Linked DNA regions of Sus scrofa: all the other regions are linked to region 3. The links are chromatin contacts, called in public Hi-C and promoter capture Hi-C maps. All regions are on one chromosome and are shown on one strand. Each heading gives the region's core, a stretch centred on a gene start, on an enhancer-like site or on the middle of the called end of the contact. The rest is flanking DNA. Distances are from core to core; before and after follow the strand shown. Region 1 overlaps FGD6 (FYVE, RhoGEF and PH domain-containing protein 6). Region 2 holds the start of SNRPF (small nuclear ribonucleoprotein polypeptide F). Region 3 holds the start of METAP2 (methionine aminopeptidase 2).

Region 1 (4,195 bases), core at 552-3,051, 270 kb before region 3:
AACAAAATACATGGATCATACACTACACTGAGTCTCATCTGAGGATGAAGAATGGACTTAATCTCACTCCAACCCCACTCAGAATGCATTCCACATGTAAGCTATGTTTCGTGAGTCCAAATATCTAAATTTTCATGAGCACGAGGCTTAGGGAGGACCTCACTCTTAGGTCCTCTCACGTTAGGGAGGAAAACTTACTCTTCTTAGATGTCCTCAAGGCCTTGGCTACCTTGATTAAGCGAAAGTGATGTTCCTTAAGTGAGCTGAAGAGTGTGGGAACGAAAGTACGTTTACGTAAGTACCAGATTCATGGCAAGTTTCCATTTTGTCCTCAGTTCTTGTTCTTTAATACAGAAGCACAGCCATGCACACGGAGACATTTCTCTAAACCAAAAGAGGCCACTGGAAGAGGGCTATACTAGGAAGTGCTGACCTCAGAATCACTGTGCCGAGCCCGATAAGCTTGAGCTGCATTTTCTTTCCATGGACTCAGGCTCAGCGGGTGCCCGCCAACCTGGACACTCAGGCACAAAGTGCAAACACACAAATTGGCTGAGCAGAAAACCCACCACGAAGATGTTGCAAAATCATATCATTACTCAAGGAGATAACAGAGTTAGGTTTACTTTCCTTGCCAATAATAATAATAAAAAAAAATCTTAAGATTCAACTTTCAAAATTCAGCATTATCAAACTGAATTTGAGAAATGCAACTTTCCAATGTATCCATCCATCCATATTTTCAGGGCATCGTGTCATAGTCCATCCTCCTTTTGAGCACTTGTACCTTTTCTAGGAAGACAAGACCATGACCCCCCACCTCAGTGAAGAACCACTCAGTGCCTTAACTGCAGAATGAGACTGGGACTGATCACCCTCTGAGTCAGACGGGAGGAGCGATGAAATCACCAGCTGCCTCAGGGACTGCCATAACCCAGGTGAAACCCAGGAAAGGAAACCAGACAGACACACCTGTGTTGGTCATAAGGCACCGCAGACTACATACCACTCGGGACCCAGCACCCTGCGGGAAGTGCCCTTCAAAAATGAGGAGAGCAGAGGAGTCATTTCAATTTGCCATGGTGGACGTGCAGTGTTCTGTAACTTTCCTGTTTCTGCCAAATCAAACTAGACATTTTTCAAAACTTCAATAATATAGGTTCCCACTGTGGGGCAATGGGTTAAGAATCGGACTGCAGAGGCTCAGGTTGCTGTGCAGGTGCAGGTTCAACCCCAGCCAGGCATAATGGGTTAAAAGATCTGGCGTTGCCGCAGCTGCAGCCTAGGTTGCAGCTATGGCTTGGATGCAATCCCTGGCCCATAAGAAACAACAGACACGGGAATGCCCATAAGAAACAACAGACAAACACTTCAATAACAAAAATGCTCAAGTGCTATTCATATTGAAAGAAAAAAGGGTGCCACAAGCATGCGCAACACAAAATATATTTTCTGGCCACCAGGGGGCATCATTGATTAATAAACGTTGATTAACCCCATCATCACCAGTATCCAACATTAGCAGCATAAAACTGAAACATGGCAAGTGCAACCTCAAGGGCTATGAAAGTTAACTTTGTTCTCATAGACGAGGCCCAGAGTGAAAGAATGAGGACCCGATAAATACTCTATCTTATCAGACGTCTAAGTTTTCAATTTATGGGCTCCTAGTAAGCCTTACCATCTCCTTTGATTGCTTAATTAACAAAAACTTCAAGCAGAAAACTATTCAAGAGGTACAGTAACTATTTCCTAAAAATGAGTCATCTGTGGGGAAAGGGGAGTTTTTACTCAGCAACGCCCAGTCAGATTCCTGGACTGTGTGCTGAGAAATGGCTGATGGCAGAGCAGAGTAAATAAGCATATAGAACAGGTAGCATTCCAAAGTCAAGTGTTTCGAATTTGAGGACATGTCTTGCTTTGTATTATCCAGATTCCTTCTTTCCTCCCTAAATATGTAATTGGATCAGGGGAAAAAAAAAAAAAGATTTATGAGATCTAGAGAATAGTAAGTCTAGTCAATAAAAGCTTGTTTGCCAAAAATTTCAAAATTTACAAGAAGCAAACCTGGGAGTCCCCCTATGGCACACTGGGTTAAGAATCCAATAGCAGCAGCTCAGGTTGCTGTGGAGGTGAGGGTTTGATACCCAGCCTGGGGCAGTGGGCTAAAGGATTTAGCTTGGATTCAACCCCTGGCCCAGGGACTTCATATGCTGTGGGTGCAGCCATAAAAAGAAAATAAATAAATAAATAAATAAATAAATAAATAAAGCACACCTAAAATTGTCCTGACTTGTGCTCACAGCAATGCCAGGTCCTTAACCCACTGAGCAAGGCCAGGGATCGAACCTGCATCTTCATGGATGCTAGTCAGATTTGTTTCCACTGCACCACGACAGGAACTCCTCTCCCTTTCTTCCTTCCTCATTCTTCCTCTCTCTCTCTCTTTCGGGCATGTAGAAAGGGATAGACCCTGTGCCTCGGCAGCGACCTGAGCCAGTGCAGAGAACACTAGATCCTTAGTCTACTGAGATGGGATCCCCTTTCTTATTCCATTGTCTCTCACTTCCTACTTGTTCCACATTAGATTCTTATCAACAACAGCCTATTTCAAGTTACCTCCCTGTTCCAGTGGCAGAATAATTATTATTTTGAACCAGTAGGTCTGTTCTTACAATGGTACTATGTCTCTTTAACTGCTGTTTTAGAATATGTACTAATTAATGCCTCCCTTTCAGAATCTTCATTAATTCTTTTATTCTACTTATTACTATATACAAAATCATTTTGATATGTATCAATAAAATCACAAGATTTTAAGTTAACTTTAATGAGAATATGGAGCGTTTGCAGTTAGACGCTAAGCTGATGGTTCTATAGCGTCAAGTATCCTTTTATGCACAAATGCTAAATTGTGGGCTTCACGAGAACCAGGAACCTGAATTAATTGTCCTTATATCCCCAACACCCAGGACAAAATCTGGTGCATAGTCAACAAACGTTCCCTGAATTTCTGATGGACTAAGAGACACTTACTCAGAGTTAGCGCTCCCTGCTCCACATTTCACAGGGCGGCTGAGACGATTCTCTGAGGTTCTGGCTAAAAAGCGCTCTAGTTCCTGCGCTCATTCTCCCACTTTTCAAATCTCAGTTCAATTCCTGTCCCTGAATATGTGGCCCAAGTTAGAAAAGGTGACTTTTCCAGGCCCTCGGGATCAAGGATTCATGACTTGGAAAACAGGCGATGCCTTCCTGGGAACCCAAAGTCCCGCTTCTCCTGGACTGATGCAGCCCCAGACTGTACAACATCCTGAGCAGAAGGCAGCCTGGGCTTGAAACTCTGCCCGGGAGCCCTTGTAAGGCCACAGCCACAGGAGGCAGCCCTAGCCTGTCTTAGCCTTTGCTAAATCTGGGCCTGAGGTAGCACCCCCAAAGGACTCACAAACCAAACCTGCCTCCACATTCATCCTATGGCCAAATTTTGGAGCAGACCTTACAGGGGATAGACGCTCCCTTTGGGGCCCTTTTTAGCTGGACAGACTGGCCAGCGATATCCAGAATGCGGAGTCCAACCACAGGAAAGTCTCCCACCAAACCTAAGCTATCCAATATTTTGACCTGGTTGAGCCTGCTTTTCTTTGTGGATACATGTGGCAGTCGTTAAGGCTGCCAGTTTATCAAGTGAGAATCTCACATGTATAGAAACGGCCTTGACACAGTCAAGCCCCACTTAAAGAATCTCTTATCCATATTTAGACCCCGCAGCCCTGACTAGCGACAGAGAGCAAATTTAGGTTTAGGGAGAGAAGTATATTTTACTACTCCCCCAAAAATAGCCAAGTGAAAAATAAAGCAAATATAGACACCAAAGGGAATTTGAGTCTGAATTTCAGCGTTTTCTCCAACTGGAACAGTTCCTGGTGCGAGCCCATGATTCTGACAGGCGCTGAGGGAAACTCTTGAGCAACAGAGTCAGCTTGCTAGACCTCTGGCGAGTCCCAGCAATAGAGGGACTTGGTTGCTTGTGTCAAACCTATACCGAGAACTGGAAAATGAACGGCTTTGTTGTAATGTCTACTGGTAGGTTCTGAAGATTTGCAAACTTGGGCAGAGCCAAACAACGTTCTAAAACTTCTAAGTGACATAGAGAAGTTCCTTCTATTATGAAAACAGGCAACAAACCACAGTATTGTCA
Region 2 (3,903 bases), core at 937-3,436, 300 kb after region 3:
TTGAGAATCTGGCATTACTGCAGCTGCAGCTCAGATTAGGTCTCTGGCCCTCAAACTTTCATATGACGTGAGTGCAGCCAAAAAAGAAAAAAAAAACTGCAAGTGCCTGTGTTACAATAAATAGTATACCCCAAAAGTTAATAGTTGTTTCTGCGATTGGTGATACCAGTGATTTTTTTAGAAATTATATATTTTCCAAATTCTCACAAAATATATGTGTAGCATTTATGATTAGAAAAATGTCAATGACCTTATATCCACTTTGTTTTCTAATAAGATTAAGACTACAAAAGGAGAAAAAAAACAACTTTAAACCCAACTATCTTTTCAAAGATTACAGCCATATTTTGTTTCACTTTGCTGAGAAAACAGAAAAAAAAATCAGAGTTCTGAAGTATATATTGAGCTTTTAAAAGGTAACTTAATTATTAAGTTAAAAAAGCAGTTTTTCAGGTTGTAACCCAGCTGTGTGGTGCTGAGCAAGTTAGCTACCTGATGAGCCTATTTCCTTATCTCTAAAATGGAGCTATAACCACCAAATCATAGACTTTGTGGTACGATTTCCATAACAATTGTGAAGAAGCCTGGCATAGCGGAAGAAATCAAAGCCTGTACAAAGGCTAAATATTCGTTAAATGACCAAAGGACTAAGGAGAAAATCCACTGAATTTTGGCTTAAATAATTTCAACTGTTTGGCATAAACGACACTAGAGCAAAATTACTGCGCTTTCCTGGTGTTCTTTATCATTTAGATGGACACCATTAAAGTAAAATTAAGATCTACCAAACCCTTACATAGCCAAGGATAGTTCCAGCCTCTTTCACATTAATTACTATCTCACAGCCTTGCAGATAGAACTGTTTTTAAAGCCACATGAAACTGAGGAAGCAAACGCCTTCGGGAGTTAAGAAACTGCCCAATACCATTCCCACGTGATAGACGTTCTAAACTCAGACTGCCTCTAAAGTCTTAGCCACTACTCCACAATACCGCAACATTTAAATCTCAATTTTTTCTTCTTTCTTCTTATTTGTCTTTTTGTCTTTTCAAGGGCCGCTGCCGTAGCATATGGAGGTTCCCAGGCTAGGGGTCTAATCCGAGCTATTGCTACCGGCCTACACCACAGCCACAGCAATGTAGGATCGCAGCCGGATTGTGACCTACACCACAGCTCACGGCAACGCCGGACCCTTAACCTCCTTAACCCGCTGAGCAAGGCCAGGGATAGAACCCGCAACCTCATGGTTCCTAGTCGGATTTGTTAACCACTGAGCCACGACGGGAACTCCATAAATTTCAATTTCAAATTCAACTCCTTAGGGCTGCAAAAACAAAAAACAAAAAAGAAAAAAAAATTTTTTTAAAAGAATGTATATATGTGTATGATTGTGTCATTTTGCTGTACAACAGAAACTGGCACAATGTTGTAATTCAGCTATACTGAATTTATATGCAATTTATTTATAATATATATTACATGTATATAAATTTATATCCAAAATGTTTTAGATATATATATATTTGAAAAAAATAAATCCAGTATGAGGACTGTAGTGGGCCTCTGCTCGCAAAGCACAAGAAACAGGTGGACCGGGAGGCCACCACACCGTATTTTAGTCTCTGTCTGACCTCATCTGAAAAATATTCTGCAGTTGACTTTCTTCCGGTGCGTTTCACCTCCTTAAGTCTATCTAGTCTTGCTTCTTCCACTTCCTCTGAGATGGGGTGAAATGAGCACTACAGAATAGAGAGCCATCAGGTAGAACGGGACTGTGGCAGAGGAGTCCCCATGGCTCAGGATCTGTGGGAAAATGAAGAAGAAACTTGAGAGCCCCGAGCTCGTTTTCCCAGGTGTGCAAAGCCAAAGGAAACTCCACCAGCCAAGTTGGCGAGAAATCACGTCCATTCTGCAGGACAGACAGCAAACCCTCGAGGCAGGCGAGCAAACAGGCAACTCGAGCCACCTCTCTGCCTTTGCAGTGCCGCAGGTATCAGACCCATGCTGCTGAAGGTTTCCTATTTCCTGCCCCCGCCGGGAAGGCGCTCGGAAACTCGAGCCTGCTGGTTGCCAGGAGACAGGCCCCAGTCACTTCCGCCAATCAGCACGCATCTTTTTGCATCCAATCACAGAAGCCGGAAGAGCCGTAGTCGGAGGGGAAAGGTCACGCTGCTATTTGGCGGCCATTTCTCTGGAAGCTTGGTGGCTGGGAAGTTGCTGTAGCCAACTCCAGTCCACGAGGGCCGGACGGCGCTGAGTCGGCGGCGGGTAGTCTGCAGCATCTGCCCACTACAGCAGCAGTAGTCGCGATGGTAAGGAGAAAGAGAAGGTCAGAGTCGCCCGTGTGGGGGAGAGAGAGAGAGAGAGAGGGCGGGAGGGCGGGTGACCAGCTTCGCCGGGCCTTCGCGCGTTTCCCATTCATCCGCGTGAGGCCCCGCGCAGCCTGTGGCCAGCCCCTTTCTGCCAGTTCTGGGTGTCTGACGCACGCCCTCCTTCCCCTCCCTAGGAATGTCCCCTTCCCCCTCTTCTTCGTTTGAATCTGAGCCTGAGCTGCTCTTGCTGCCTGGGACCACAGAGTTGGAGTAAAGATGAAGCGGTTTTTCACGTACAGCTTACAGCACTCCAAAATCCGCTTTTGTCTGGTGATGCTGGGAAGCCCTGCAGCCCTTTGGAATACTGAGCCCGAGCTTTGAGCATTCATTTGTTCTCTTAGCAAATTTTTACTGAGCTCCTGCTACCTGTCAGGTGTGTTCTAGGAACTAGGACTATAGGGCGAGAAGTACTGGTGTGGCCCCTGCTCCAGTTTAAGTCGGTGTGAGAGAGAGAGAGACATTGATCAAATAACGACAAATACATAATTTCAAATAAAGTTAGTGCTAAGGAGGAAGCACACAGGATGCTATGAGGGGGTACCATGCTACGTTAGAAGTGTTTAAGGATGGCATCTTTGGGAGAAGGGATTTAACCTGAAACTTAAACGATATGAAATACACACCCTTAAAGAGGCGGAAGAGTGTATACACCAAGCTCAGGAAACATGAGCATAGACTCTGAGCCTCGAAAGAAAGCCTGACCAGTTGGAGGAATTGAGAGAAAGCCACAGCTGCTTGCTAGGATGGAGTGTTGGGCAAGTATTAGGCAGTTTTAGGAGGTCTGAGTTCTACTCCCGGGTCTACTTTGGAAAGCCATCAAAACATTTTAGGTAGAGATATGATGTGATAAAAAATACTTGCCGTGTGGCTAATAAATTGGAGAAAGAAAAGAGTGAAGACCATAGAACTATTTGAGATCACTCTGAGTATGCTTATCCTAGAGGGGTTTAGTAGCCAAGTTTCTTGGTTCTTTTCTCTCTTTGGGTGGATGGGCCAACAGATGAAGGAAGGGGGAAAAGTCTGAATTCGTTGGAGATACTGTTGCATTTGCTGAATAAACAAACATTAAGTGATTGATTGCCTATATGTAGGAGTCACTGCTAAGTCAAATAAGATCCAGGCCTACCTTTTCATAGTGAGAGACTCAATTATGATCTGCCCCTGCCTCTTCAGTAACTTCATACAAAACTAACTTTTATGTCCCTGAGATCACCTTGCCGAGTCATTCTTCCCTCCTTTTGCATAGGTAGCCTCCTCTGCCTAGAATAGCCTCTTTCCCTCTGGAAATATCTGTCATCCTTTAAAACAGGCATTTACTTACTTCAGGCAACTCTTCCATTTCTCTTAACACTGGATTGTTTGGTATCATGTAATAGCATTCTCCTCTTACTACATTACAAAGTAATTGCCCACTCGTGTATGTTTTGACCCTTCCCTCCCACTGTAGGTCTCTTAAGGACAGGGACTGTCATCTGCCTTTTTTTTTTTTTTTCTTTTTTTTCTATTGCCTTTTCCTTGGTTTCATTATATT
Region 3 (3,767 bases), core at 856-3,355:
CTACTCAGTTATCTCAATCTCTGGAGTGTCCCGGAAAATTATCATCCAGCAAATATTCATTATCATACTGTCAAGATATGTATTACTTTTTTTTACTATTACCTTAAAGTTTGTCTTACCTCTCTTCAGAAAAGGGGGCAAGGTAAAGAACAATCCCTTTGCAGGGAAGAAACAGTATTTTGTTTCACCATTGCATTTTAACATCTTATTTTTTTCATTAAACAATGTCTTATTTTGACATTGGGAATTCTGCAGATCAACATACCTCAAGCACCCTTTATTAAAATTTATCTACTGACCCTCTGTCTCCTGGACTGGGTCTGAGGTAGTAGCCATGGCCCAAGTGTTCCCAGAACTTATAAATAGAACTAGGAAGATTCACAGCAAAGCTTGAAGGCGTTTTTGATATAGCAGATCTTAACTTATAAGTATGTTAAAAAACTTCAGGAACTTTGCACCTAAACAAGGGTGAACTCTGATTTCTCCTGAGGTTGACAGTCACATTCTTGCCCGCACTCTGAAGCTCTATTAGACATTTTCCATTACATCTTCACCTTTGTGATAGACCAAGTTGGAACAGAAAAGATTTAATACACGATGGAAGGAAAGTATTAGCATCTTATTTTATACTTATTTATATGTGTCTTATTGCCTGCTAAAATTTCTTGAGGGAACTTTTTTTTTTCACTTTTGTACCTCCCCCCAGAAAATTACTTCTAGTCTATAATCAATACATATTTCAATTGGAAAGGCCGAATACAGAATTATTAAATTTCTGGTGTTTGATGATTTGGGTTTGGATTCTAACTCTATTTACTCCCTGTATAACCCAAGTTACCAAAATTCTCTAGCTCTAATTTCCTCAACTAAAAAGTGGATCGAGGAGTTCCCAATGTGGCTCAGTGGTTAACAAATCCGACTAGGAACCATGAGGTTGCATGTTCCATCCCTGGCCTTGCTCAGTGGGTTAAGGATCCGGTGTTGGCGTGAGCTGTGGTGTAGGTTGAAGATGCAGCTCGGATCCCACGTTGCTGTGGCTCTGGCATAGGCTGGTGGCTACAGCTCTGATTAGACCCCTAGCCTGGGAACCTCCATATGCTGTGGGAGTGGCCCTAGAAAAGGCAAAAAAGACAAAAAAAAAAAAAAAAAAGTGGATTGAATGAGAGAGATAATGAATGTAGAAACCTTGGCACTTAAGTGCTATTCATACAATAAGTATTTACTGGGCTCTGCTTTAGGTTTGAGGTAGGCTGGTAATAACAGTATAAAACTTGCAAGGTTCCTGTCTTCATGGAGTTCAAGGTAGTTGGACAGCCACACATCAAACAAATAGTCACATAAATAAATGAATTCCAATTGCCATGAAAAAAGGTTAAGAATTCAATGAGAGGTTGTATGAGCAGGGCCTCAGTTAAACTGTTGAGAGAGAATTCTCTGAGGGAATAGTACCTAAGGTCAAACTTGAAGGATGAAGAGTTTCTCAGCTCTGTTTAGTCTGGCTTCAATCTCTCTACCTAAATAGCTCGTACCAAGGTCACCAGTGGCTTCCATGTTACTATATACACATGACATTTTTCAGTCGTCTTACTTGACCTCTTAGCAGCACTCAGCGCAGGTGATCACCCCTTTCTTTTGGAGACGAAAGAACGCCCCTCATCTCTTTTCCTCTGACTGCCTCTTCGGGCCCCGTTGAGGTACATACAGCTCTTTAGTGCTGGGACGGCTTCGTCGTGAGCTGTAATTGTGACTAAAAACGCAGTCCTTTTGAGTCATAAAAAAGAAGTGTGTACAGTGAAGGCATTTTTTCGCCCCTCTCCGCGCTTCTGGGGCGCTGTGCATAAAACAACAAATATAAAACTTCGGTTCCAGCAGAGACGTCTCTCTGACTCTGTCTGGAGGCAGCGCTTATGCACAGGGCAAGCACAGGCTTTCCAAGAGACATTCTAGCAGGCTCATTTGCCTGAGGACTAGGCAAGGGCCCGGCCTGGCTGGGTTTTCCGCACCACAGCGGAAGCGCGGGCCCTGAGGCGAGCCCAGCCCCGCTCTGCGCACGCGCGGCCCCACAGGCGAGTCCGCCGCCGCCCCAGCATTCCCAGCGCCCCACCACCGAGAGCAACTTCCGGCGTCGCTGGTGTAGGTGGGTGAAGAAGGAGCGGGCCCTCGCCACTCTGTCTCAATCCCTCGCGCTCTCTCGGGCAACATGGCGGGCGTGGAGGAGGCGGCGTCCTCCGGGAGCCACCTGAATGGCGACCTGGATCCAGACGACAGGGAGGAGGGAGCTGCTTCTACGGCTGAGGAGGCAGCTAAGAAAAAAAGACGGAAGAAGAAGAAGACTAAAGGGGCTGCCACAGGTAAATGGGATTTTATGTTTTCCCAGTCCTTGCCAGGATGTTCGAACGGCTCGACTCAGGCCCGGCGGGGGTGACAGGGACTGGGGAGTCAACTCTGGGCTGATGCCCAGGACGGAACGTATGTCCAGGTCGGCCTGCAGATTCCCAGTCCCGGGGAGAGGCAGCTTCTCCCGTGAGACTAGGTAGGTGGTGGAGTTGGGGTGGAGGAGAAGAGGGTGCCTCAGCTTATCTGGGGTCGCTGGGCCGGAACCCCTATATTGTCGGAGCTCAGCTCCCACGCAGACGGTGCAACGGACCTGAAGCCGGGCACAGGGCCCAGCCCGCCCACCTTCCTTGAGGATTGGTCTCAAACTGGTTCTGACCCATACTGCCGCCTCTTTGCTGGAGCAGCGTGGGGACGCCTTTTCGTCGAGGATGGGGGTGAAGTGGACAAGTCTTAATACCTCGACGCACCTCCCCCCACCATCCCAGTTTACTGAGGGAATTTTGTGGCGGGCTGCACTTTCAGGACCTGTATGTGTGTGAATGCCCACGCGCCCTTGTCACTGAGTAGTAATAGCAAGATGTGCGGTGGTGGTGCGAATCTTCACCTGCCTAATCTCGTTTAGGATCCTGAAGCTTTTGGGCTTCTAGGCCTGAATTATTATGCCACTTGTAGGCGGTCTAGGTAGGATAATCTGTGGGTCCTAATGGAACTCCTCTAAATCCACTGGTAAAGTAAGGAAAACAGCTGGGGGATTACACTTGGACTGTATTATGAGTTAGAAACTTTTTTGAGAAGTCACTGTTTTTGTTGCATCAAGGCATTTTAGGAAAAATTATTTGTTCTGTTTCTCACTAAAATCAGCTACAGAAAGCATGAGAGAAAAATGGAAGGATAAAAATGATGAACGTGGAATTGAGAGCGGTTACAGAGGGTTAATCTATATCTTTCTGAAATTTTAAATAAATGGGAGTTGAGGAGGCATAGTTGCAGGGGCTGGGACACTTCCATAGCAAAATGGAATCCCAGGACGTAGTCTTGTGGTTGTTCCTCTTTTTTAGATTAAATCCAGACTTTTCCATTGTACTTTAAGGTGTTCAGCAGTCTGACCCTAATATTTTTAACAGTTGTATCTCTCAGTAGGAAATCTTTTTTTTTTTTTCTTTTTTTTCTTTTTTGCTTTTTAGGGCTGCCCTCTCGGCAAATATAAGTTCCCCAGCTAGGGGTCAAATTGGAACCTCAGCCACAGCAACGCAAGATCCGAGTTGCATTTGCGACCTACACCACAGCTCACGGCAATGCCGGATCCTTAACCCGCTGAGGGAGGCCAGGGATCGAACCTGCAACCACGTGGTTCCTAGTCAGATTTGTTTCCGCTGTGCCAGGACAGGGAACTCCTTAGTATGAATTCTTTACTGGCCAGAATGTCATTT

Evidence for each region. Promoter capture Hi-C pulls out the DNA fragments that hold promoters and counts their contacts. A called contact is a pair of places that touch in the nucleus more often than the background predicts.
Region 1: a Hi-C map of embryonic fibroblasts shows a contact between it and region 3, with 3 times the contacts expected there. The contact joins the enhancer-like site here to the promoter of METAP2 in region 3. A contact is called at or near these places in 1 of 5 promoter capture datasets (liver), 2 of 47 Hi-C or Micro-C datasets (embryonic fibroblasts and retroperitoneal adipose tissue) and 2 of 2 datasets of contacts at active chromatin or transcription factors (alveolar macrophages and skeletal muscle).
Region 2: a contact with region 3 is called in a promoter capture Hi-C map of liver, with 2.9 times the contacts expected there. The contact joins the promoter of SNRPF here to the promoter of METAP2 in region 3. A contact is called at or near these places in 1 of 5 promoter capture datasets (liver) and 1 of 2 datasets of contacts at active chromatin or transcription factors (skeletal muscle).

Annotation. Positions count from the first base shown.
Region 1 is chr5:88,190,762-88,194,956 of Sscrofa11.1, reverse strand. The region is part of intron 10 of FGD6 (FYVE, RhoGEF and PH domain-containing protein 6); the gene reads right to left. Among named protein-coding and RNA genes, the nearest start is that of NR2C1, 38 kb to the left of the region's middle. Within about 2 kb of position 1,801, at least 10 of the 83 cell types and tissues checked have an H3K27ac peak or open chromatin away from gene starts, as enhancers often do. A contact at or near this core is called in embryonic fibroblasts, where this site is marked.
Region 2 is chr5:87,621,146-87,625,048 of Sscrofa11.1, reverse strand. SNRPF (small nuclear ribonucleoprotein polypeptide F) reads left to right here and starts at 2,186. Exons shown (of 4, transcript NM_001190213.1): 1 at 2,186-2,312. The coding sequence starts at 2,310.
Region 3 is chr5:87,924,493-87,928,259 of Sscrofa11.1, reverse strand. METAP2 (methionine aminopeptidase 2) reads left to right here and starts at 2,105. Exons shown (of 11, transcript XM_003126711.6): 1 at 2,105-2,351. The coding sequence starts at 2,201.